Linked DNA regions of Mus musculus: region 1 is linked to region 2. Evidence: chromatin contacts called from public Hi-C data. All regions are on one chromosome and are shown on one strand. Each heading gives the region's core, a stretch centred on a gene start, on an enhancer-like site or on the middle of the called end of the contact. The rest is flanking DNA. Distances are from core to core; before and after follow the strand shown.

Region 1 (6,665 bases), core at 1,766-4,265, 70 kb after region 2:
ACTACTCAGGAGTCAGAACTGACTCCAGGACTCCAGTGGCCCCTAGTAATTCTCAGAATAGGCCCTAGAAGTGGCTATCTATCTGGACAGCATAGTGGGCCCATCCTTAGGTATCCCACCCAATAATAAATTATTAATAAACACTCATACTTGGCTATACCTGATACCCTATTCAGAGTCTGTGGCCATCTCCTACCCCCAGATCATCTGACTGACCCCAGCATGTCTTACTAGACCCTGAGCAAATACATCTTTACAATGTGATTTTTGACTCCAGCCATCTCTCCTAGGTGACTCTTGAACTCTATGCAGACTTATGTCTCACTAGACCATGATACATTCGCACAGCAGTGTGTAGACCAGTCCACAGGGAATCAGGTGAAAGTGCAAACTTCCATTCAGTAGCCTATAGGACAGTCTGTGTTTCTGACTGGCATCACTCAAGAGCAAAAGTCTGATGAGGTTCTCAATGTCTAGCATAAAACAAAGCACTTAGTGAGATTCTTTTTTTTTTCTTTTCCGTTTTTTATTAGGTATTTAGCTCATTTACATTTCCAATGCTATACCAAAAGTCCCCCATACCCACCCACCCCCACTCCCCTACCCACCCACTCCCACTTTTTGGCCCTGTACCGGGGCATATAAAGTTTGAGTGTCCAATGGGCCTCTCTTTCCAGTGATGGCCGACTAGGCCATCTTTTGATACATATGCAGCTAGAGTCAAGAGCTCCGGGGTACTGGTTAGTTCATAATGTTGTTCCACCTATAGGGTTGCAGATCCCTTTAGCTCCTTGGCTACTTTCTCTAGCTCCTCCATTGGGGGCCCTGTGATCCATCCATTAGCTGACTGTGAGCATCCACTTCTGTGTTTGCTAGGCCCCGGCATAGTCTCACAAGAGACAGCTACATCTGGGTCCTTTCAATAAAATCTTGCTAGTGTATGCAATGGTGTCAGCGTTTGGAAGCTTATTATGGGGTATATCCCTGGATAAGGCAGTCTCTACATGGTCCATCCTTTCGTTTCAGCTCCAAACTTTGTAACTCCTTCCATGGGTGTTTTGTTCCCAATTCTAAGGAGGGGCATAGTGTCCACACTTCAGTCTTCATTTTTCTTGAGTTTCATGTGTTTAGGAAATTGTATCTTATATCTTGGGTATCGTAGGTTTTGGACTAATATCCACTTATCAGTGAGTACATATTGTGTGAGTTCTTTTGTGATTGGGTTACCTCACTCAGGATGATGCCCTCCAGGTCTATCCATTTGGCTAAGAATTTCATAAATTCATTCTTTTTAATAGCTGAGTAGTACTCCATTGTGTAGATGCACCACATTTTCTGTATCCATTCCTCTGTTGAGGAGCATCTGGGTTCTTTCCAGCTTCTGGCTATTATAAATAAGGCTGCTATGAACATAGTGGAGCATGTGTCCTTCTTACCAGTTGGGGCATCTTCTGGATATATGCCCAGGAGAGGTATTGCTGGATCCTCCGGTAGTACTATGTCCAATTTTCTGAGGAACCGCCAGACTGATTTCCAGAGTGGTTGTGCAAGCTTGCAATCCCACCAACAATGGAGGAGTGTTCATCTTTCTCCACATCCACGCCAGCATCTGCTGTCACCTGAATTTTTGATCTTAGCCATTCTGACTGGTGTGAGGTGGAATCTCAGGGTTGTTTTGATTTGCATTTCCCTGATGATTAAGGATGTTGAACATTTTTTCAGGTGCTTCTCAGCCATTCGGTATTCCTCAGGTGAGAATTCTCTGTTCAGTTCTGAGCCCCATTTTTTAATGGGGTTATTTGGTTTTCTGGAGTCCACCTTCTTGAGTTCTTTATATATGTTGGATATTAGTCCCCTATCTGATTTAGGATAGGTAAAGATCCTTTCCCAATCTGTTGGTGGCCTTTTTGTCTTATTGACGGTGTCTTTTGCCTTGCAGAAACTTTGGAGTTTCATTAGGTCCCATTTATCGATTCTCGATCTTACAGCACAAGCCATTGCTGTTCTGTTCAGGAATTTTTCCCCTGTGCCCATATCTTCGAGGCTTTTCCCCACTTTCTCCTCTATAAGTTTCAGTGTCTCTGGTTTTATGTGAAGTTCCTTGATCCACTTAGATTTGACCTTAGTACAAGGAGATAGGAATGGATCAATTCGCAATCTTCTACATGATAACAACCAGTTGTGCCAGCACCATTTGTTGAAAATGCTGTCTTTCTTCCACTGGATGGTTTTAGCTCCCTTGTCAAAGATCAAGTGACCATAGGTGTGTGGGTTCATTTCTGGGTCTTCAATTCTATTCCATTGGTCTACTTGTCTGTCTCTATACCAGTACCATGCAGTTTTTATCACAATTGCTCTGTAGTAAAGCTTTAGGTCAGGCATGGTGATTCCACCAGAGGTTCTTTTATCCTTGAGAAGAGTTTTTGCCATCCTAGGTTTTTTGTTATTCCAGATGAATTTGCAAATTGCTCCTTCTAATTCGTTGAAGAATTGAGTTGGAATTTTGATGGGGATTGCATTGAATCTGTAGATTGCTTTTGGCAAGATAGCCATTTTTACAATGTTGATCCTGCCAATCCATGAGCATGGGAGATCTTTCCATCTTCTGAGATCTTCTTTAATTTCTTTCTTAAAGGACTTGAAGTTCTTGTCATACAGATCTTTCACTTCCTTAGTTAGAGTCACACCGAGATATTTTATATTATTTGTGACTATTGAGCAGGGTGTTGTTTCCCTAATTTCTTTCTCAGCCTGTTTATTCTTTGTGTAGAGAAAGGCCATTGACTTGTTTGAGTTAATTTTATATCCATCTACTTCACCGAAGCTGTTTATCAGGTTTAGGAGTTCTCTGGTGGAATTTTTAGGGTCACTTAGTGAGATTCTTAAGACAGCTCCTCCCCATGAGAGGGGTTGGACCCAGCAGCCCATATGTCCAGCTAGCCCCCAGGTGACAATGACACTGTTGAACCACAACGTCACCTGGATTAACACTAGCTCCTGGCTTTGTCTGATTCATATTGCTCATGTCTGGAGGACACACACACTTCAGAGACGTGACATACTTGAGATAAAGGGAAGCAGACACCAGCTACAGCAGGATCCAGGTATATCACAGATAATTTTCAGGTACGTACACTAGACTGTCTGAATCTTGAGCTTGGGGTACAAAGGACCATTTTATCAGACTCTTCTTTCCTCCCTGCTGCTCACTAGAATCAGGCTACAATGTGTTGTTCTGATAAGTAGCCACAAGCTCAAACCTTTGCTGCTCTATGCTTCTATTCTGTGCCCTTTGCAAGTGGGAGCCATCATACAACGCAGGAAAGAAAGACTGAAAGCTGAGAGCCAGTACTGTGCTCTTCCTATATTCATAAGCTCTCTGATTCTGCCCCCCTGTGTTTGCTTTGTGTATCTTGCTATAACTAGAGACTTAAAAGGAGGAACTGGTCCTAGACTCAACACTGCTTTGCAGTGGGCACAGCCAGGGCAGATACAGCATAGTGTACATATGTGTACAGTGGAGGGGTGTCTATTAAAGTAGAAAGAAACCTGTAATAAGCAATGCCTATTCATCTATTTTCTTTGTTAGGTAAGTCATTGTAGATCTCAGCCTGCACCCTGCCCAAAGTTACTCTGAGGGACTAGAGGCCAGACAGGCAAACAGGTAACGAAAGGGATCACAGATAATAAATACAGCGAATTTATGGTTTCTTCCTCAGCCTTTTATGCCAATCTAATTCCCTCTCTTCCATTCTGTGCATGATCCCAGCCTATTTCACCCATTCAATACCACTACCTAACTTTTTTTCCTGTCTTGATAGTTTTTAAAATGCTCTAATGCAGTGGTTCTCGTCCTTTCTAATGCTTCAATCCTTTATTACAGTTCATGTTGTCGTGACCCCCAACCATAAAATTATTTTCATTGTTACTTAATAACTGTAATTTTTCTACTGTTATGAATTGTGATGTAAATATCTGATATGCAGGATATCTGATGTGGGATCTCTGTGGAAGGGGTCATTTGACCTCCAAAGGAGTCACAGTCCATAGGTTGTTATTCCTACAGGTTTACATACTTATACTTTTCTGTTACTTATATCCACCTAGAGAATTTCCTTCCAAGTGATTGTTTGCTCACAGTGTCTGTTCAAGCTTCCTCATGTATACCGGCTGTTGAGGGAAAAAGCCATATGACTACCCCAAGTGAAGATTATCTGAATAGGGCAAGGTGAGAAGACTGTATGGAGGGAGTCTGAGTCTCAGCTGGAACTGCACAGCTGCTTACAGCCAAACTTCCAACTTGAAATTTTTAATCATTTAAATGTGCCTCTTGATACATAATCATGTGAGCTACAATTATAAGCAGGAGACCATTCCAGCTTCTCACAACTCAAGTTCACTGAAAAACAGTAAACAAGTAATTAAATTTTTGTATGCTAAGTACTGATAAATTAAGCAAGGAAGGAGCCACAAATTCTATTTTACCAAAAGCCATTTAAAGACTACCTTACAGAAAAAACAGCATATCCTTAGATATGGAGGAAGTAAGGGCCCAAGGACTGTGCCTGGGGCACTCAAGGCTTCAAGATAAGACATTAAACAGGAACTAGCAACAGAAATTCAGTTCTAGAAAGAACAGAAACTAGGGGAGTGAACAAAAATAAAGACAACTCTTTCAAGTAACTATTGTGAAGGAGAGTGGGGAATAAATGCCTAGAGATGGAAGTAGCATCAAGAGAGAATTGCTTTTTTTCTTATTCTTCTCTTTTTTTTTTTTTGATGTTTGCATGCTTGCTTAAAACAGAAGTAAGCATATGTGTGTGTGCTCATAAGAACAATCCATTAAGGTATTGTAAGAACTAGTAAGACTGGAAAACTATTATATTGTGGCCATGAATGGGTGAGACAGACTGGAATCCTGCACAAAATGAACAAGAGTTAGACTGAAGTATGTAGGATTAATCTATGAATCAAGACTGAAGACAGAGTCAAATGATACCATAAAGAGGAACTGGTAGCAAAGAAACTGGAAGTTTAGATCCTATTTTCTCAGTGAAATAGGAAGCAAGGTGGTCAGAGTTAATATTGGAGAATTAAGGAAAAAACAGAAAACTCTAAATAATAACCTGTGGACATAAATGCAGCTGATAGATATTAACTGTAGCTTTTTTTTTATTAATCATTCCATTCGTTTACATCTCAAATGATATCCCACTTGCCAGTTACCACCTCCACCAAACCCTCATCCCATGATATCCCACTTCTCGGTTACCCCTCCGGTACCCTCCCATCCCACTTCTGCCCTCCCCCTCCTTTTTGCCTGTATGAGAGTGTTCCCCTACTCACTCACACTCACCTACTCACCCCACTGCTACCTACTCTGCAGCATCAAACCTCCCCAGGACCAAGGGCCTCCCCTCCCATTGCTGTCTGGCAAGGCCATCTTCTGCTACATATGTATCTGTAGCCATGGATCCCTCTAGGTACACCCCTTAGTTGGTGGTCTAGTCTCTGGGAGAACTTGGTGGTCAGGAACCTATGTTATTCTTCCAAGGGGTTGCAATTCTCTTCTGCTCCTCCAGTCCTTCTGCCAGCTTCCCTACCAGGTTCCCTGAGTTCAGTCTGATGATTGGCTCCAAGCCGCATCTGCATTGGTTATTTGCTGGCTGGACCTCCCCAGGAACTGCCACACATGGTTCCTGACCATGGCAACAGTGTTGGATTTGGTGTCTGCAGACATGATATATCCACAGGTGGGGCCGTTCCCCAGTTGGCCCCTCCTTCAGTCTCTGTTCCATTTTTTTGTTTCTGTTCTTCCTTTGGACAGGAACATTTCTGAGTTAAAAAACACTTTTAGATGGGTGGATGGACCCAACCCTTAACCAGGGGCTGAGTCTATCTAGTGGAGGTGGTCTCTACGGGTTTTGTTTCCCCTTTCTCTGTGCATTACAGCTTTTTAATGGACCCTTTAAACATGGCTCATCCAGAGAGTGACACCAGTCCATATATGGTTATATGAGTTTTCCCAATCATATTCAACGTCATTGGTGCAGGGAGATGGATCTAACGAAGTCTGAGATTTTGGTCACTGAACATGACAAGATCATAGAAAAGGTAAAGCAGTTAAGAATGTAGGAGATGGGTTTATTGTCTGTTCATGTGCTTTACTGTCCTCTCATGGGTTTTATTGTCTGCTCGTGGGTTTGAGGATGATGAATTAGAAAGACATAGGGAAGCAGAAAGTCTGTAGAAGGACTGGAGAGTTGGCTCAGTGGTTAAGAGCACTGACTGCTCTTCATGAGTTCAAATCCCAGCAACCACATGGTGACTCACAACCATTCATAATGAGATCTGATGCCCTCTTCTGGTGTGTCTGAAGACAGCTACAGTGTACTTAGATATAATACGTAAATCTTTAAAAAAAAAAAAAAAAGAAAGAAAGAAAGTTTGTAGAAATATTGAACATCGGTGGCATTCAGGTCCCACTAGGGACAGAGGGCTGTGGTATCAGGATACTACAAAATTTGGACAGTGAAAGGACTGGTGGTCAGGGACTAGGAGTCTTAGAACAGAGACTGTGAATATTGGAAATAGAAAGATCCAGGAGCTAATTGTAGCTGGACTTTTGGCTACATTCTTGGGTTCTTTTTCCTACCTCCATATAC
Region 2 (7,282 bases), core at 4,434-6,933:
GACTAGGCCATCCTCTGCTATATATGCAGCTAGAGACACGAGCTCTGGGGGTACTGGCTAGTTCATACTGTTGTTCCTCCTATAGGGTTGCAGACCCCTTCAGCTCCTTGGGTACTTTCTCTAGCTCCTCCATTGGGGGCCCTGTGATCCATCCAATAGATGACAAATGAACATCCACTTCTGTATTTGCCAGGCATTGGCATAGCCTCACAGGAGACAGTTATATCAGGGTCCTGTCAGCAAAATCTTGTTGGTATATGCAATAGTGTCTGGGTTTGGAGGTTGTTTATGGGATGGATCCCGGGTGGGGCAGTCTCTGGATGGTCCTTCCTTCAGTCTCAGCTCCAAACTTTGTCTCTGTAACTCCTTCCATGGGTATTTTGTTCCCCATTCTAAGAAGGAACGAAGTATTCACACATTGGTCTTCCTTCTTCTTTAGTTTCATGAGTTTTGCAAATTGTATCTTGGGTATTCTAAGCTTCTGGGCTAATATCCACTTATCAGTGAGTGCATACCATGTGTGTTCTTTTGTGATAGGGTTACCTCACTCAGGATGATATCCTCCAGTTACATCCATTTGCCCAAGAGTTTCATAAAGTCATTGTTTTTAATAGCTGAGTAGTATTCCATTGTGTAAATGTACCACATTTTCTGTATCCATTCCTCTGTTGAGGGGCATCTAGGTTCTTTCCAGCTTCTGGCTATTATAAATAAGGCTGCTATGAACATAGTGGAGCATGTGTCCTTATTACCAGTTGGAACATCTTCTAGGTATATGCCCAGGAGATGTATTGCTGGATCTTCCAGTAGTACTATGTCCAATTTTCTGAGGAACTGCCAGACTGACTTCCAGAGTGGTTGCACTAGCTTACAATCCCACTAGCAATGGAGGAGTGTTCCTCTTTCTCCACATCCACGCCAGCATCTGCTGTCACCTGAATTTTTGATCTTAGCCATTCTGACTGGTGTGAGGTAGAATCTCAGGGCTGTTTTTATTTGCATTTCCCTGATAGTTAAGGATGTTGAACATTTTTTTCAGGTGCTTCTCAGCCATTCGGTATTCCTCAGGAAAATATTAATTTCTTAATAATCATAATCAATGAGAAAATGTATTTGCATAATTGATAAAAATTAAAATTCAATATTTATAAATACTTAAAAATTTATAGTACTTAAAATCACATTTGAAAATTGGTTCATCTTTCATTAATAAATGTAATAATCTTTGTAATATAAAATGCAAAAGAGCATCAAAACACAAAGTGTTTTAAATTAAGAAATTCAGGCTGATACAACTCAGACAGATGTTGGAAGCCATGTTGTCTACTTCTGTGAAATCTTGCTTGCTAGGCAGAGTCAAGGCAGGTCAGGGTTTGCTTGTAGATTTCCTACCCTGCTGACACTTGGACCGATAGGAGGGAATACACTTGAAACTCAAGGCAAGGGGCTGAAGATCTATTAATCTTGGTGGAAGGAATAGGGAGGCCTCCAGATGGGTACAGATGTCCTGTGTGTATACCAGCTATTATTTCTGCTACCTGTGACTTTGCTTCCTATGGCACTGTGAAGTATTAAGAGGTAAAGAAAAATAATCTCAAGGCTGGTATGGTGCCCTCCCAATTCTAACCCTTGCCTCTGAGTTTTCTTTCAGTCTTTCCTATAACTGTCCTCATGCTCCCCTCAGAGGCTGTTTGACTTTACGTGGGAAAGCCCAGCACAGACAGATTACACATAAATTCTCAAAATATTGAAAGCTGCAGAAAGGACACATCAGACACAAATCAACAGAAGAGTCCTAAGTATGTAAAGCAAAATTGCTTCATCTGTCTGCTTCACAGACCCTCAGCTAAGTTGGAGGCCTTTGGCATACCCTATGTTCTTAGGCACAGGGAACAAGAGCAGTCACCTGAGAGTCCCCTGTGCCTTGTGCTTTACGAGTTGCTGGAGCTCTAGAGCTTGCTGGTGATGGGCATCTACCCAGAGGGTTCATGGTTCTTACTATATCTCCAGGAAACAGCAAGGCCTGAATAAACACCTGTGCCACTGTTCAGGGATCTTGACACGCTTCCTTAGCATACAGTGAGCTGTTCATGTGTGGCCAGTCATTGCAAGACTGCATCTAGCTAGTCTTAGGCAGAAGGCAGTGTGACCTATCACAATATGCCACAATCCATTTTATGTGTTTCCAGTTGAGACATCCTAATACAGTGAATACATATTGGAGCTGTTGTAATAGTTGTCTGTGTACAAGTTCATCACAGAATTACAGGCAAATTGGAAAAAAGTAATACCATGTAGATGCTAGTTTATTAAATTACTAAAGGAAAAGAACTGGTTTTGGAAACTAAAAACTAAATTTCTAAATGCTTCATGAGTTAAAATGAAAGCAGAACAAAAACTACAAAAATATTTAAAACAGAATAAAAATAAAAGCATAGACCCATAATCCAGTCCTGAAAGCTAAAAGATTCAGAATACTTGTCCTTTCTACCACAGATCATTTGGTGATAATCCTAGCCTGAGGCTACTCAGTTTTACTAATGTGACTTCTATCAAGGACAACAAAGAAAAAAGAAAATGCAAGTAAAAAAATACCTTAGAAGCAACAACAACATGATTAAGTAGAATAGAAGATAGAAATTCCAAGAGAACACCTGCAGCAACTCTGTGCCAATGCCTTTGAAAATGTGGACAATAGATAGCTTTCCAGGTTTACCTTCTAGTTGATAAAATATAGAATTGTGAAATAAACTTGTAAAGAAATTTAATTATTTTTGTCACCCCAGCAGATTTTCAACAAAAGAAACATACATGGCCATAAAACTACATTAAATTTCCTAAAACTTAATCAAATGTGCTGGGCAGATGACAGGTTGTAATTCAGTGGTAAAATATATGCTTAACATGCACTAGGACCTGGGTACCACCTCCAACACACACACACACACACACACACACACACACACACACACACACACACGAAGGAGGGAGGGAAGATATAGTAAAATTGTATGGTGTTAACATTTTACAACCTTCTGATAAGCAAATGTTATAAGTATGTTTATGCCAATTTTTGAGATGTATAAAATTCACCTTGTTCCTGCATATGTAGCAGAGGATGGCCTTGTCTGGCATCAAAGGGAGGGGAGGTCCTGGCACCTGTGAAGGCTTGCTGCTCCCGGATAGGGGAATGCCAGGGCAGTGGGGCAGGAGTGGGCCGGTGGGTAGAGGAGTATTCTCTCTCGTGGAGGCAGGAGGAGTGGGGTGTGATGGGGAGTTTTTGGAGAGGAAACCAGGAAGGGGGATAACATTTGAAATGTAAATAAGCAAAATAACCAATAAATTAAAAAAAAAGTTCACCTTGTTTTACTCTGTGGGTTGCACATTAGTTTGGAAAACCCCTTCATAGAAACATAGAAATATCTAAAACACTAAGCTGCTCTGATCCAACACTTTGTATGTACATCAGCCTAGACACATTTCAACACTATGTCCGCCAAAACAAAAAGACCAATCAAATTGGTGCAGAAAGAATAAGGAGTGTGCTGAGATTCACAGCAGGGGAGGGGGCAGTGCTTGGTCCCTCCTTGGAAAGTGTCCCAGGCTAGAGGAGGGACTCAAGTCTTTCTCTGAGCATAGACTGTTAAATGGAGAGCAAAAACAAACTATAGAAATGATAGCAAGATATAAGGTACAATTTGCAAAACACATGAAACTGAAGAAGAACGAAGACCAAAGTGTGGACACTTTGCCCCTTCTTAGAATTGGAAACAATCACCCATGGAAGGAGTTACAGAGACAAAGTTTGGAGCTGAGACAAAAGGATGGACCATCTAGAGACTGCCATATCCAGGGATCCATCCCATAATTAGCCTCCAAACGATGTCACCATTGCATACACTAGCAAGCGTTTGTTGCAAGGACCGTGATATAGCTGTCCCTTGTGAGACTAGGCCGGGGCCTAGCAAACACAGAAGTGGATGCTCACAGTCAACTATTGGATGGATCACAGGGCCCCCCAATGGAGGAGCTAGAGAAAGTATCCAAGGAGCTAAAGGGATCTGCAACCCTGTAGGTGCAACATTATTAACTAACCAGTACCCCGGAGCTCTTGTCTCTAGCTGCATATGTATCAAAAGATGGCCTAGTCGGCCATCACTGGAAAGAGAGGCCCATTGGACAGGCAAACCTTATATGCCCCATCACAGGGGAACGCCATGGCCAAAAAAATGGGAGTGGGTGGGTAGGGGAGTGGGAAGGGAGAGGGGGGGGACTTTTGGGATAGCTTTGGAAATGTTATTGAGGAAAATACGTAATAAAAAAATTATCTTCAAAAAAAAGGAGAGCAAAAACATGGAGACAAATTTAGCCTAAAGGCCCATTCACCACAGTAGTGTGGTGAAGGCAGGAAGAGTGGCTACAGAGTATGTAGCCAGATGGAAGACACAGATCCAGGCACCCTCTGATACTAAGCACAGGTGGCACCAGCCACATTATTATGCACCATCGACACAAGTGGGTTTCTGGGTTCTAAACAGCAGCCAAGTAATTTCTATCAGTGTGAACTTGCTTTAAAGCTAGCTTCTTCTCCAGTAAGCAGCCAATCTTTTCTGTTCTGTGTTGTTAAGAGGAAGCTGCTGCTATTGTGTTTACTGGTTCAGTTTTTTGCTTTTGTTTTTTGAGACAAGGTCTCACACTGTGGCATAACTGGCCTTTAAAAACTCATGACCTCCTGAGTACTGGGTTCACAGGTGCATACCTCCATGTCTGGCTGTGTTTTTATAATTCTAAACATTTAAAGAGTGGATGTTAGAGAAGAATGCTAAAGCAAAAGGTCCTGACAAATGCTTTATATCAAACACAGGGATACCAGGGAATGGAGTAAGGAAGGCATATCCCTGAACTCTCTGAAGCTCTTAAAACAAGTAGTCTCAAACCCAAACAGTAAGATCGGGTGTGATAGTTCATGTCTCTAACCCCAGTACTTGTAAAACTGAAGCAAGCCAGCCATAATTTTGAAGCCAGCATGGGACCACATAGTGAGAGGAAAAAAACCTGTAAGATTACAATAATAATATTGAAGGATTTATTCATCAGACTGCCTTCAGAAGTAACATAGCTGCTACCTATTTGAGGAGGATACTTGCCTCTGTGTCCTTTTATGAAAGCAGATTCTCACTGTGTCCTGACTGAGTATAAAGGTGTTGAAACTGATTGGATATATCTTCACAATTTGAAACTTTATAAAGAATATAAAAGAATTAATTGAAAAAAATCAAGGCATTCTGTAAATAAAACTGGTTGCCAACAGTTAGTATGAATCTATGTATACTCAAATGAACCCTGTAGTGTGACTGTTATTCAGCGCCCTGTAAGCGTCCTGTTAGGTTGAGAGCATCCAGAATCCTTTCCTAGTCTAAGTACAGCTTAGTAACCAACTACCTAGATAGATTCCAGGTTACAGTGCCCCATTCTCAGGGGTTGTAATGCTTCCTTCATTTAAGGCTTAGTCTGTTAAACTGTCCTTGACAATCCAGCCCTCTGCTCTACATCTTAGTAAAAGCCACAGCAGAAAACAATCAAACATATCTGCATTTTGGTTTAGATATGTTCCTCTTTTGGATCTTATTCATTGCTGACCACTTTATAGCTCATGCTACCCAGGCTGACCCAACCCATCAGGTCTGGACTTGCCACTTCCCTTTATCAAAGCACACACATTCTCTACCAAGAGCATTTCTTTCTTTGCAGTTTAGAGTTGAGACTTGAAAGTCGATATTTCACAGTGCCACGTCCAAAGTTTTAGCTGGTTTTTCCCTGGTAAACACTTCATAAATCTTGTGAAACTTAAGAACTAGTGAGCAAACATTTTCTTGTGCAACATTGCTACAAAATGTCTGCTTTCTCTCTTCCTCCTTCCTTTTCTTGTTAAAACCTCCAATACCCTAATATTGATGTGGCTGTGGTTTTAGATCTACCTTGTTTGTGGTCAGTGAAGCACTCTCTATAATGGAGGAATTTGAGGCTCGATCATGGAAGTCCAACTAGGTGATTTTGGTTTGTGATTCCACAAAGTCACTAGAGAGGTGATAAATGTTGCTGGCTCATCTCACTGGTCCTTAAAATTCCATACAGGTCTCATCTGACTTCATTTTAATCTACTTTCATTATTTTTTCATTGTCCTAAAAAGTTCTACTTTTTAAAAAAATTTTTATTGGTTATTTTGTTTATTTGCATTTCAAATGTTATCTTCCTTCCTGGTTTCTTCTCCCCCAAAAAAACCCATTCCACCCCTCTCCCCCTGCCTCTATGAGGGTGCTCCCCCACCCACCTACTCACTCCCACCCCACCACCCTAGCATTCCCCTACACTGGGGCATCAAGTCTTCATAGGACCAAGGGCTTCCCCTCCCTTTGATACCAGACAAGGCCATCCTTTGCTACATATGCAGCTGGAGCCATGGGTCCCTCCATTTGGATGACAGCTGAAATCCTCAACAAAGGGGAGAGAGAACCTGTAGAGGCCATATCCAGAGGTTAGGCACGACCCTCATTTGAGGGATGGGGCCACATTCCCTTCTCAAAATTTTAAACCAGATTTGATCTTGGCTAAAGGAAATACAGGGACAAAGAGTGGAGCAGAGACAGAAAGACCATCCAAAGACTGCCCCACCTGGAGATCCATCCCATATGCAGCCACCAAACTCAGACACTATTGCTGATGCCAAGAAGTGCTTGCTGATATGGATGTTTCCTGAGAGGCTTTGCCAGAGCCTTACAGATACAGATGGGGTTGCTTGCATTGGACTGAGCACAGGGTCCCCAATGGAGGAGTTAGGAGAAGGACTGAAGGGTCTGAAGGGGTTTGCAACTCCATAGGAAGAACAACAATATCAATCAACCAGAACCCCCAGAGCTCCCAGGGACTAGACCACCAAACAAAATTCTAATTTTCATCATAATAGATTGTAGCATGAGCTCTGTGTTTAGTGTTTCCATGTTAAGGAGACATTGCCTCCAGAACCTCAGTTTCCCCAAGAGCAAAGAGAAAGAGGGCTATATTCCATTTCAGAAAATCTGTAGATACCATGAAGTTGCTTCTTACTCTTTACACTGTGTGTTTAAAAAAAAACAAGAAGAAGAAGAAGAAGAAGAAGAAGAAGAAGAAGAAGAAGAAGAAGAAGAAGAAGAAGAAGAAGAAGAAGAAGAAGAAAGGAAGCCACCACCCAGATGTTTGCAGTTTTGGCATCATCTATTTCATTATGACTCTAAGAAGTGGCAT

Evidence for each region. Hi-C and Micro-C count contacts between places; a contact is called where the count stands out from the background.
Region 1: a Hi-C map of peritoneal macrophages shows a contact between it and region 2, with 4 times the contacts expected there. The contact joins the promoter of Ccr1l1 here to the enhancer-like site in region 2. A contact is called at or near these places in 2 of 39 promoter capture datasets (macrophages and second pharyngeal arch cranial neural crest), 10 of 484 Hi-C or Micro-C datasets (CD8 T cells, bone marrow-derived macrophages, conventional dendritic cells and 6 more), 6 of 115 datasets of contacts at active chromatin or transcription factors (CD8 T cells, the HPC-7 cell line, bone marrow-derived dendritic cells and 3 more) and 2 of 9 other capture datasets (adipose tissue and embryonic stem cells).

Annotation. Positions count from the first base shown.
Region 1 is chr9:123,983,065-123,989,729 of GRCm38.p6, reverse strand. It overlaps Ccr1l1 (chemokine (C-C motif) receptor 1-like 1), which reads left to right and starts at 3,015. Exons shown (of 2, transcript NM_007718.4): 1 at 3,015-3,126.
Region 2 is chr9:124,054,917-124,062,198 of GRCm38.p6, reverse strand. No RefSeq gene overlaps it. Among named protein-coding and RNA genes, the nearest start is that of Ccr3, 37 kb to the right of the region's middle. Within about 2 kb of position 5,683, at least 60 of the 459 cell types and tissues checked have an H3K27ac peak or open chromatin away from gene starts, as enhancers often do. A contact at or near this core is called in the HPC-7 cell line, adipose tissue, bone marrow-derived dendritic cells and 6 more, where this site is marked.